Linked DNA regions of Gossypium hirsutum: region 1 is linked to region 2. Evidence: chromatin contacts called from public Hi-C data. All regions are on one chromosome and are shown on one strand. The core of a region is the stretch at or near the end of the contact, and the rest is flanking DNA. Distances in the headings are between cores, read along the strand shown. Region 1 has its middle 36 kb from the start of LOC107962487. Region 2 holds the start of LOC107962487 (oxysterol-binding protein-related protein 1C).

Evidence for each region. Hi-C and Micro-C count contacts between places; a contact is called where the count stands out from the background.
Region 1: a Hi-C map of leaf shows a contact between it and region 2, with 2.3 times the contacts expected there. The contact joins the enhancer-like site here to the promoter of LOC107962487 in region 2. A contact is called at or near these places in 17 of 34 Hi-C or Micro-C datasets (anther, callus, fibers and 2 more).

What each region holds. Positions count from the first base shown.
Region 1 is chrA06:6,760,006-6,766,128 of Gossypium_hirsutum_v2.1, forward strand. It overlaps the pseudogene LOC121230373. Among protein-coding and RNA genes, the nearest start is that of LOC107962487, 36 kb to the left of the region's middle. Within about 2 kb of position 4,781, at least 8 of the 9 cell types and tissues checked have an H3K27ac peak or open chromatin away from gene starts, as enhancers often do. A contact at or near this core is called in fibers and leaf, where this site is marked.
Region 2 is chrA06:6,723,574-6,728,885 of Gossypium_hirsutum_v2.1, forward strand. LOC107962487 (oxysterol-binding protein-related protein 1C) reads right to left here and starts at 3,167. Exons shown (of 11, transcript XM_016898895.2): 1 at 2,282-3,167; 2 at 2,173-2,279; 3 at 1,718-2,074. The coding sequence starts at 2,744.

The sequences.
Region 1 (6,123 bases), core at 3,531-6,030, 38 kb after region 2:
CCCAGCTACTATTCTAAACGAATTTAATTTTTTTGTTAACCCGAACTTTAAACAAATTATATTGTTAGGTAATGAGGCTTTATATTGAATAAATTGCATAATAATAATAAACACATTAAACTAGAATAAGATTTTGATGATTCCATACTTACACTTTAGGTGGAAATAATTGATAACCGTTGGATTAAAGATAAATGGGCAAAGTGAAAGGCATATTGATGTTATTCTAAATGGGGTTGATTTTGAATTACAATCCTCCATATTCATTGCATTCCATTGTTCCAATAAATGGTATCTTTGTTCTTAGCTATTAATTCCCATTTCCATCCATTTAAAGCATCCCAAACCAATCTTTTCAACCTTATTCGAGATTCTCTTTTAAGCTATGTTTGGGTCCACAATGCATTATCATGTGATTGCCTAAAAAGAATTTTCTTTACTCTTCTTGTTCCTTTCTTCAACATCACATAAGCCCCAAAAAATATGGTTGATTTTGAAAAAGAAAAACATTTTTATGGCATAATTAGGCTCCTTTATTGAATATAGTAAAAATAATCATTCTCAAATACGTGTCGTTTTGGAAGGGATCTCGACAGCTGCAAATTGCTATTTGCGGTGAATATTCGGGTAATGGACACTTACTTATCATGTATCATGTATTTAAGACATAATACCATTTACTTATGAAGGGGATGCTAAAAAAAATTGTGTCGAAAAGTTCTTTCCTAAAAAAAATCCTTATGTGAACTATGATGTTGTCATGGAATTATGAAATACAGTACGTTCAATAGTATACGAACTCGAGAGATTTTGATTCCATAAACTTGGTGTTTATTGTTTTTACGTCTGGTAGAAGATGTTGTGAGTGGCTTTGTTGATAAGATTTTAGTGTAATAGTGGGCACAATCATATAACAACAAGGCTTACTAAGTGTGTCAAGATTGTGATGAGGACCATTTGTCATTTTCCCATTACTTCATTAGTTGAATCAAAATATTATAGGTGCAACCATTTTTTTGTCACAGATAAGAAAGACAAGAAGTTAACATGATGAAAGGCAAACACATTTTCTGCGAAAACATTACATGGAAAATCGTTGTCAATCAAAGGCGAATTAACCCCATTGTGTAATGGAAATCTCATTTTTACATCGCACATTTAGGTTAAGGATTATGTTGCTCTAGTATGAAGGTGTCAAATAGTTCATTTAAAATCAATCTTGATAAGAGATGATGTGATTGTGGGCATTTTTAGATAGAAAGGTATCATGTTACCATGCAATTGTTGCATGCAATAACATGCATCTCAATTGCATGGAGTATGCCCATAAAGAGTTTTATTTGCCTAACTTGGTGACTTGTGAATTGTTTTCAAATTTGGAATGTTTTAGGCATTCAAAAGATCATCCACAATTAATCCGAATACACAAAAAAATGGTCCTAAATTAGTGAAGCAGGCAAACCAAAATGTTGTTCAAGATATAGAATTGATGGACATAACAAACTTCAATATGTCTATATAAGGTTCCAGAGGGGTCAAACATAGGGTAAGAGAGTAATAATTAAATTGTACTCCTACCATGTTGTAACATATTTTGCAATAAAAAAAATACTTAAAATATTTAATTTATATAAATTTTATCATATTATAAATTCATAGTTTGGGGTTAAAAATATGTACATGCTTTTCTATGTAAAAAGAACTTCATAAAAGCTTTTGCAAATAATTAAAATACTTTTATTTTTTAATTTCATTTCATTTACTTTACTCCAACTTGTAAAATATTTTTTTATTCATTTCAAATGTTTAGAATATAATATTTTATCTATTTAAAAATGTTGTGACTTTGATTGCTACATGTAAAACAACACATGAAACGACAACTTTGGTGTAATCAAAGTCGTTGATTGGCATGTTTGACTTTTGATTTAATCTCATTATTGTAACAAATGAAGAAGTTCGGAAGTTCAAGATGGGATTAATGAGATTATCTTTCGTTCTGTTGACTTGAAAAAAAAGGGTGAAGTTTAAAGTGTTGAAGATGTTCATCTTTATCCTTATCTCTAGAGAAAGGTTTGGAGATGTTGGAAGACTTGTTTATGAAGATTGTTACGTGATAAATAATCAAGATAATTAATGAGATAATTTTAAATTTTAAATAGGAATTTAAAAATTATCAAAATTCTATCGGATGGTGTCACTTTGTGTGTTGTTGTTACTGTCTTTAGCATTTACATTTTGCTATTTTATTAGGTTATGTGTTGAGAAATGTGCTCATATTATAGTTAATATGTAAAAATTTATAATATATTTTAACAAAAATAAAATAATTAACTACTTTGTTTATCATCTAGAAATGCATTGGTAGCTTTAAAAGTGCACTTGACAAAGTCCATTAATCAACATTAATTAGTGCCTAAGGGCAGTGAAGATATAAAATAAAATAAAAATTCTAATTACAATATATTATTTTCTTAAATCTCACGTTAACCCTTTACTAAAACATTTCCATATTATATATTAATTTAAAGAATGCATTCAAACTCAAACTTTTATGTAGACATCACAACATTAATCACAGATTCTTCCATTTCTTTATTATTATATATAAATACAAAATGTACAAATGTCAATGGATTTGGTTGGTTTGGTCCAGTTTCACTTCCTAATTAAATTCATTTAAAATTATAAGATTAAATAATAAAAAATTTGATGTGTTTTAAGGGTTTATGTTTGAATTTTATAAATAAAGGAAACTGTATTGGAAAATCTCTCTCATTTTAAAAATTAATCCAGCTTAACTATGACTTTAATCTAAATTTAATGCGATTATCAAGATATTATTTTAAAAAAAAATAAATGTCTAAAAGTTTAATCTCCTACCCCTTACGAGAAATGATTATATGAAACATGAATATTATCCCTTTCTAATATTTTAATACCACATCAATAATTTAATTTTAAATTTCAGGATTTTTATTTGGATTTGATTTTTTAAAATAAAAATATTGAAATTCAATATGAAAATACTAATGTGACACTAAATTATTAAAAAAGAAAAATAAATAATGTGGTGTCTTTATTTTATACAACATTTTTCTTACCCTCCATTAATAATTAAATACAAATTGCAGGCTAAGGGATGCTAATACAAAGGACAGCAGAAGAAAAAAACGAATATAGAGAGAGAGATGGGAGGCTTTCAAGCCCTTAGTTTAGCAATGATCAGTCTATAAATGGTATCAATAATTCAAGACAACTTTTAATCTAAATAAACAACCATATATATTATTTTTATGGCTTTAAAGGTAATGGTTTATTAAAAAATTTTGGACAGAATTAAATTATGATGTGGCATAAAATATTAGAAATGGATACAAATGACATGACGTCACTGTTTCATATAATCATTTTCCTTCTCTTATATATATATAATTTTTTACTGTTTTTAAATAATATTTTTTATAATTTTTTAAAATTTTAAAAATTACTTTCAAAATGAATTTAAAAAAAAATCAATGTCTAAATTCAAATACATTTAGAGGTTAATTAATCCAAATTTATATAAAAATTACATTTTTTATAATTTTTAATTTTACTAACATGAAATTTAATTGTTATGGTGAGAATTCACGTCAGGATCATGATAAATGATTCAATATTCATTAACCGTTACATTAACTATCAGTAAAAAAAAATGAATTGGTGTATTTTTAATATTTGAGAATTTAATCAAGTATGCTTTCATTAATAATTTTTTAAAAAATTAAGAATTTTTTAACCCTAAGCAATTTTTATTAATGACAGCGAATTTTGTTGAAATTCCATACATACCCCATAGTCATTTGAAAAAAAAACACCCAGTCTCTAATTTTTAAATTTGGACCATGTGCTTTCTTCAATTTTACAGCTATTATTTTTACTTCAACTACTCAGAAAAAAGAAGAAGAAGAAGAAAATAAAATTGAAATTAAAAAATAACCCCTTATTGAAGAAAAAACAAGTTTAGAAAAAACCCCATGAAGATGAAAGTTACAACTCATTTGACTGTCACCAACCCTTATGGAATCGAAAAGAAAATTAAATATAGGATCTTGAGCAGGAAAAAAAAAAAAAAAAAAAAGAACACCAATTTGTCACCAATCATGAATTACCCACATGATTTTTGGCTTTATGGCATTTGTTTTTGGGTTTTTCACTGTCAAAGTTTTGGATTCACTTTACAACTTTTTTATAAGGTAACCCAGTTGTTGATGAATCGAATTCAGACCACATCATTGAAAAACTTTAGACTGAAAATTAATTATAATATAAATACTAAAATAAATATTTAAAAACTTAAATTATATGAATTATTAATATGTAAAAAAAATCCCATATTAATATATGATAATTATAATAGATTCAAAACATAAACAGTTAAAACCAGTTCTGAACAGCAAGACAGACAGATTTTGTTTAATATTACATGATAAGTTCTTTTGATGACAGGTAATCCTAAGACTAACATACATATTCAAAGTTGGGTTACATCTCATTTTCATTGCATGAAAGACAAGCTGGAGGACAGACAAAAGCTGCAAACCTTAACAGTTTATGTTATTGTCGGTTTTTTATTTTTTTCAAAATTTTGAGGGACCCTAGGGGGGGGGGGATGAAATAGGAACCTCAAGAAAATAAAAGGGGGTTCTCGTGAATGGAAATGGCAGTAGAACATAGGACACAAGCTCTTTTGCAGCCCTCTGAGGATGACTAAACCTGAATATAATTGCATTACTCATACTGTAATGAAGAGAGTTTCTGTTGATGGACCCCTTCTTTTAAGTGGTCTGCTGTTTGTACCCTTTGGCTTCATTCCAATAATGTCAACCTGAATATGGCTAACACCCTTTTTTATTTGTTTTGATATAAGATTTGTAAAATATCCAGGCTGGTTTTTGGAGGCAAAAGGAGGTGGGATGGGGGTTGAGCAAACATCTTGGGCAAATATGGGGACAAGTTACTCTTTAAAACATCTTGGTTAAGTGTTTTAGTTATCCGGTGTCCTTATGTCACATTTTAGGGTTAGGGTTAGGGTTAGGGTTATCCTATTAGGTTGGTTATTTGGACCCAGGGTGTTTACTTGTTTTGCTATTGGCTGTTCCTATGCCACATTTTCAAGGTTTTTGGATATTCCGACTTGGGTATTTTTCTATTATTTATTAATAAAATCTTGAAAATAATTCATTCTCATCTACTAAGAAGACACCAACTTTTCAACAAATGAATTTGAATTTATCTATTTTTCATAATTCAAATCTAACCCATATTTTTTTAATAAGTTTATATCGATAATGACAAGGACAAATTTAATTATAAATAATATATGTCTGAATAATTATTTGAAATATATTTATACTTAAATTAAAATAATGAATAAAACCTAAAAATTGTGAGACTCAAAATAAATCTAAATTTATACATGGTATTTACTCATGGGACATCAGACCTAACCCTAAAAAACAAAGAAAGTATTATTAGAACATAATAAGTTAAAAAAATAAAAGTAGGCAGAGTTGTGCACATGTAAGAACATGACAGTTTGGCAACCAGCAGAAGGTTGCATGGAATGTTCTTCATTCAAATTTTCTTCAGACTCCGTCCTTTGAACAAGTCAAAACTGTCTCAAACTAAAACCCTAATTTATTATTAATAAACGAAATGGTAAACAACTTGAAGAAGAATCATGGAATTGAGATGTAAAGATAGATGGAAACTACTACAGCCTGCCAATGAAATATGGTGCCTTGGGCAACTGTTGTTTTCAAAAGAAAGAATCAAAGGGAAACCTAATATTCTGAACAACAAAAGCATATTCTTTCCCAAACCATTTTTTCTTTTTGTATCTTATTCCGACTTTGCGTTTTGGCTTAAAATATTCTCATGTCATGCTGTTGCTCTTGCACATTTAACATATTATAACTTCCCTTATGGATAATTCAGAACCAGTCATGAGCCCATTTTACATTCATTAGTGGCCCTTTTTTGGACCATACATATGATTTTGGATTTTGAATTTCACTATTAATTCAAGAAGCATGAAGACTGTCAATGAAGGGTAATGTTTCATCTATCAAGAAAATT
Region 2 (5,312 bases), core at 1,917-4,416:
AAAAAAAAGGAGTAAAATGAAAGTCAATCAGCTTATGCATGTAGCATAAGCTTTGCAACTTGTAGGACTACTGAGATTCTAATTTATACTTAATATCTTAGCAACCCAAGAAAAAAGCTACCTATATCCCTCATATGCTCCTGAACATATAAATTTCTAGCAGTTCAGTAACCCTCTGTACAAGCAATTGGAGTTTCATCAATTCCAAATATTAGCTGCCCCAACAACAGTCCATAAAGCTACAGAATTGTCGGTGTAGCAAGGACATTAAAGGTCTACTCCAATGCCAAGCTCATAACAAACAAGCACCTTCAGGTAAGAATTGATTAAAAGGACAAAGCTGAAGTACATAACCTCTAATTAAGAAAAGATGCATATCTCAAACTTCAACTAGAGCTATACTAAATCTTTTCATGAATAAGATAATACTGAAAACTTAATCAAAAAGGACTCTTTACTCAGTCGGTTACACTTAAATCTGAATGGCGCCAGCAAATTTAAAGAGGGAGAAGAAATCAGGATTCTTTTCTTCAGTAAAGAAAGGCAGAGCTCATCGCAGAGTTAAAGAAAGGCACCTTCAGGAAATAACTTTTAAAAGAAATGGATAGTTTGAGCTTAAAGTTATACACAAGTTATTTTGTATTAGGGATAGATATTGTACATGCTGACATTCTCAAAGTAAAAGCTCATGAAAAGGACACTCCATAAAAGAGAGAAACCCTAACCTTATGCCCACTCCCCGCATTGTCCACCAAGAAATAGGAGAGTTAGACACTATCTAAGTAACTTCCTCAAAAGACAGCCTGATTATATTAGACGTCCTCTCAACTTCTCTAACAGAGAGTCTTACCAAGAAGCATTACTAGCAACAACATGCAATAAAAAGGATATTAGCAGAGAGGTTTGAAAATTACATTTGGCTTAAAGGAAGATAAGTGGGGAAACTAGAACTTTTTTTCCATTAAAAAAATATCATCAAAATATCCCTTCATGAAATAGTTCTCTAATTGAAACTGCCATTCGAGAGACCTTTATAGTTAGAGAAAACAATTACCCTCAGTCATCCCTAAAACATCATATACTTGTGCAACTTCAACATCAAAAAGGCATTTAAGAAATACTAAAGATTTTCAAAATTACAGCCAGATATTTTCACAGCTAATAAAAGTTAATTTACTGTCATCCATCTATAAACATCAAAAACAGAAATCAATAGCAACCGTTAATGCACAACAGACATACACTCTTTCTAGGTATTTATAGAGAAGAACACTATGTTCCTGCTCTGAACAATAGCCATCTCCACGTAGAAGGATTTCAACAGCCTACCGAAAACCACTAGCTGCAGACCAACTGCTTTTCTATATTATCAGATGAAACTAAAAGAAACAGTAATCAAAAGGTGGATGACATAATTGTTCAAGATAACAAATTAAATTTTATTTGAAATATTAATGAATGTCACCTATGATTCAGTGAGTAACATACAAATCCTACATCAACTAACTTCGGATGAAATTAAAAGAAAACAATCACGAAAATACATAAATATATCCTTCAAAAAAACACACCCCTTCATAATTCATAAAAAAATGAATGAAGCAAAGGAATAGCGAACCGATGAAATTGCTTGGAAACAATAATCTTTTAAATTTTTTTTTCAAATTAAATGACTACTCGCAGAAGCATATTATTATCTAATTTCGATAACATGTACCTCCAACTGACGCAAGGTGTCGATCAGAAGCCACTGTTTCTGTTTAAGCAACACCAGCTGCTTCTGCAATTCCGCGAATTCGCTCTTCATAATCTGCTCGCTATCTTGAATAGCCGATTCGCTTATACCTTCCTGCATCAGCCGTTTCCTTAACTTCTCCGTGGAAACCACCACATTGTCCGTCGGAGCCATGAGCTCGCTATTGGACATCCTAGGGAACATATCCTTAACCGCCTGAAGCGCCTCCATCCACGCAACCCGATCATCCCGCGTCTCGGCTCTTAGATGAAGCCTCTTCGTTCCGGTGAAGATCGAGAATCTCTTATCATCTGATCTGCTTTCCCTTATCGAAGAAACCTGAGAAAAATTCAAGAATTCAAAAATCAAATCAATTTTCATTTTGTCCCTTGATTTTATTCATTTATTTTTGGTCAAGCGGTTTCCTTTGCTCTGACCTTCAAGTGGACTTCACCGAAGGGTTTTCGACGGGTTGCAGAATGATGAGAAATGGAATTACGATGGCGGGAGATAATACGGTGAGACTCTTCGCCGATAACTTTGGATCCTTTTCCGTCTCTTGGCTAACGACGATCTTATCAGGACCGTGGATTTTATAATACGATAAAACTCCATCTTGCAAAACGAACCACCTCGGTCTCCAACCTTTCCCGTAATTCACCCATTTGTAAAGCACGCCCGATATCCCGTTTCCAACTATGTCGTTTATCTTTACATCCACTTGCGGCGGAGGAGCCGTGGCCGTCGTAGCCTCTCTTCCCGACGGTATTCCATTCCTCTGAACCACCCGATTCAAATCAACGCTATTGCTACGATGATGGTTTTGATTGGACTGGCACTGGATTTGGGCCGTGGATCGGGCCGAGTTGGATCTGGTGGTGGGAGCCGAAGAGGAAGTAGTAGTAGTTACGGTCGTTACAGTAGGAGGCCTCATGGAGATAACTTGATCGGCTAATGGTTTGACCGGGGAATGTTCCGATACGGTGGAAACACAACAAAAAGGATGCATAAGGCAACTCGGTTCTTTCCTTTATTTCCTAATAAAAACAATTGCAAGATTCCAGCGCTGATAAAAGCTGATGCGACGACGGAGCACGGCGGTTGCAGTTGAACTTTTCATGTTCTTCTTTTTGTGAGAAGAATTTCCGGAGGCGGTTACAAAATGATTAACAGTTGAAAACGTTATCGTTTTGAAGGAAAATGGCGGCCGTTAACGAGAAGTTTGGCGGAGGAAACCGGAATCCGATGAACTTCGGTTTCCGGTTTTTTCGTTTGGTTCAAAACAAATTTAAAAAAAAAAACACGAAATTAAAAAGTCGATAAAGAGAGGGCTTAAGTGTAACTATGAAGCGGTCGTTGGGGGAAGGGGAAATATAAATGATTAATGAAGGGGAGGCGGGTTTGGATTAGGTGAGGGAAGGAGTAGGAGAAATGAGAAGAGCAGACGGCTGGTGAGAGGAAGACAAGTGGAGAAAGGAGATTGAAACACGTGTAGAGAAAGGAGAGGTGGGGAAAGATTGAGGAGAAGAGAGTTGAAAGTAGGCTTTTAAAGCCTGGGTTTCGGCTAAATAATGAAATTTGGATTCCGTTTTATTTATATATGCTGCTAACTGCTAAGAGTGGTCCTATCCTATGCTGCTGCAGTACACGATCCTTTTCACCCAAATGTTATGAGTTTTTGGCAAGTGCCACTTAGGCCAGACTAAGAAAATCCAAAAATATTAAAAACCCTTTTTAATTGAGTTTTATTAAATTTAATTTCATTTCCTACCCATTATATTCCATTTGGTTTGTTTCATGAAAATTAAAATTAAAATTTGTTTTATTTATAATTTAAAAATAAAATAAAAAATATTTTAAAATGTATCTCATCCTAATAATTTTGGAGCACAAATCATATATTTAATCAAAAAATAATAAAAAATAATTAAAGAATAAACAGTCACATAAGCGTTTTTTAAATCTATACTCTAATTTAGAGTTAGTTTAGTATTACTTTTGAGAAGAGTTTTTAAAAAGTGTTGTGAAAAAAAAGTGATTTTGAGTAGTATTTTTAAAAAATTGAATTTAAGATTTAACTATTTAGTATTGCCGTAAAAAAATATTTTTAGTAAATAAAATATTCATTTTAGATATTGTGTTATAAAGTAATAAATATGCATTTAAACAATGTTCTAATTAGTTAATAATATGATATCTTAGTAAGAATATAAAAAATAATTTATTATAATTTGTTGTTAATATTTTTATATATAAAATATAAATTTTAAATATTTTTTAAGCAATTAATATTAAATTATTCATAAAATTTAATTCAAATATATAAAATATATTTTAAATAATAAAATATGACCAATAAAAATTTAAATATATAATATTATATATTTAAAATAAACTTTAATAAGAAAATAATTACATACACCATATAAATACTATATAAAATATATTATAAGGGTTAAAACTGTCATTTAATCCTAAAAATACTTTTGTCAAAAGCAAAAGTTAAAAAAAAATTACTTTTAACTTTGGGTTGAAAAATATTTTTCAAAAACACTTATGATTCTAAAAGTTATCTATTTAGCATTACTTTTACATTAGCTTAACATGCTTCTCAAAAGTGATTTTGGGTAAAAAAAATATTTTTTGAGTAACAGTTAAAATTTTCTCCTTTTGCTTTTGACTAAAAATGTTTTAGCAAAGCATTTTTTTTGTCCTAAAACTTATTTGAAAAGTTAAAAAATATCTTATTTAGCAATATTTTTATTTCAAAAATACTTCTTAAAATTAATACTTAACGAAATAAAATAAGTGATAAAATTATGGTTAAAAAACATTAATTTTTTTTTTTAAAGAAGCATTCCTTTTGATCCAAAAATTGATAATTAAAATCTCATAATTCTGATATGAAAGTTTTATTTTATAGTTGCCAGTCAATGAAATTGGGTTCAATATTGAATTATTTACAACAAATATTAAACATAAAAAAATATAGAGTAACAAAAAAGATAAGGGTGTAAAGAGGCAAACAAGGCAAGCAAGCAGCAGCATGTTGGTTAGTATAAATTTGCTTTAGCTGCTTTGCCACAAAATTCCAAATGTTTAAAGGCTAGTATTCCTTTGATCCCTTTGTCCACAGTTACCAGCAGCAGCAGGCATTGTATTTATCGAAACCGGCACAAAGTCTTCGTTTTTTGTCATTAAAAGAAATAATTACTCAAAAAATAAATAAAATAAATAAATAAAGGGTTTGGAGTTTTATTTATTTATCTTTCCCCTTTTTTAACTCTGTTTTTTAATTAAGAAAAATGAGAACCAAGCAAGTAATTAACCCAATCAAGAATAAAAACAGATATATTAAAACAAAGAAAAGCATCTTTTGATTTTTGAAGGCATAAAGATGCTGCAAATAATATATATCGCTCTACTAAATTATAGCCATGGTAAAAAAAAATACTGATTTATCCTTTTAGCTAATAAAAAATGGTAATAGATTTATGTTTAATTCCTACGCAATCAAAACATAGAATAGTCGACAATCTTTTGACTTAGTGATAAGAGTATTATGTTGTAAGTATGA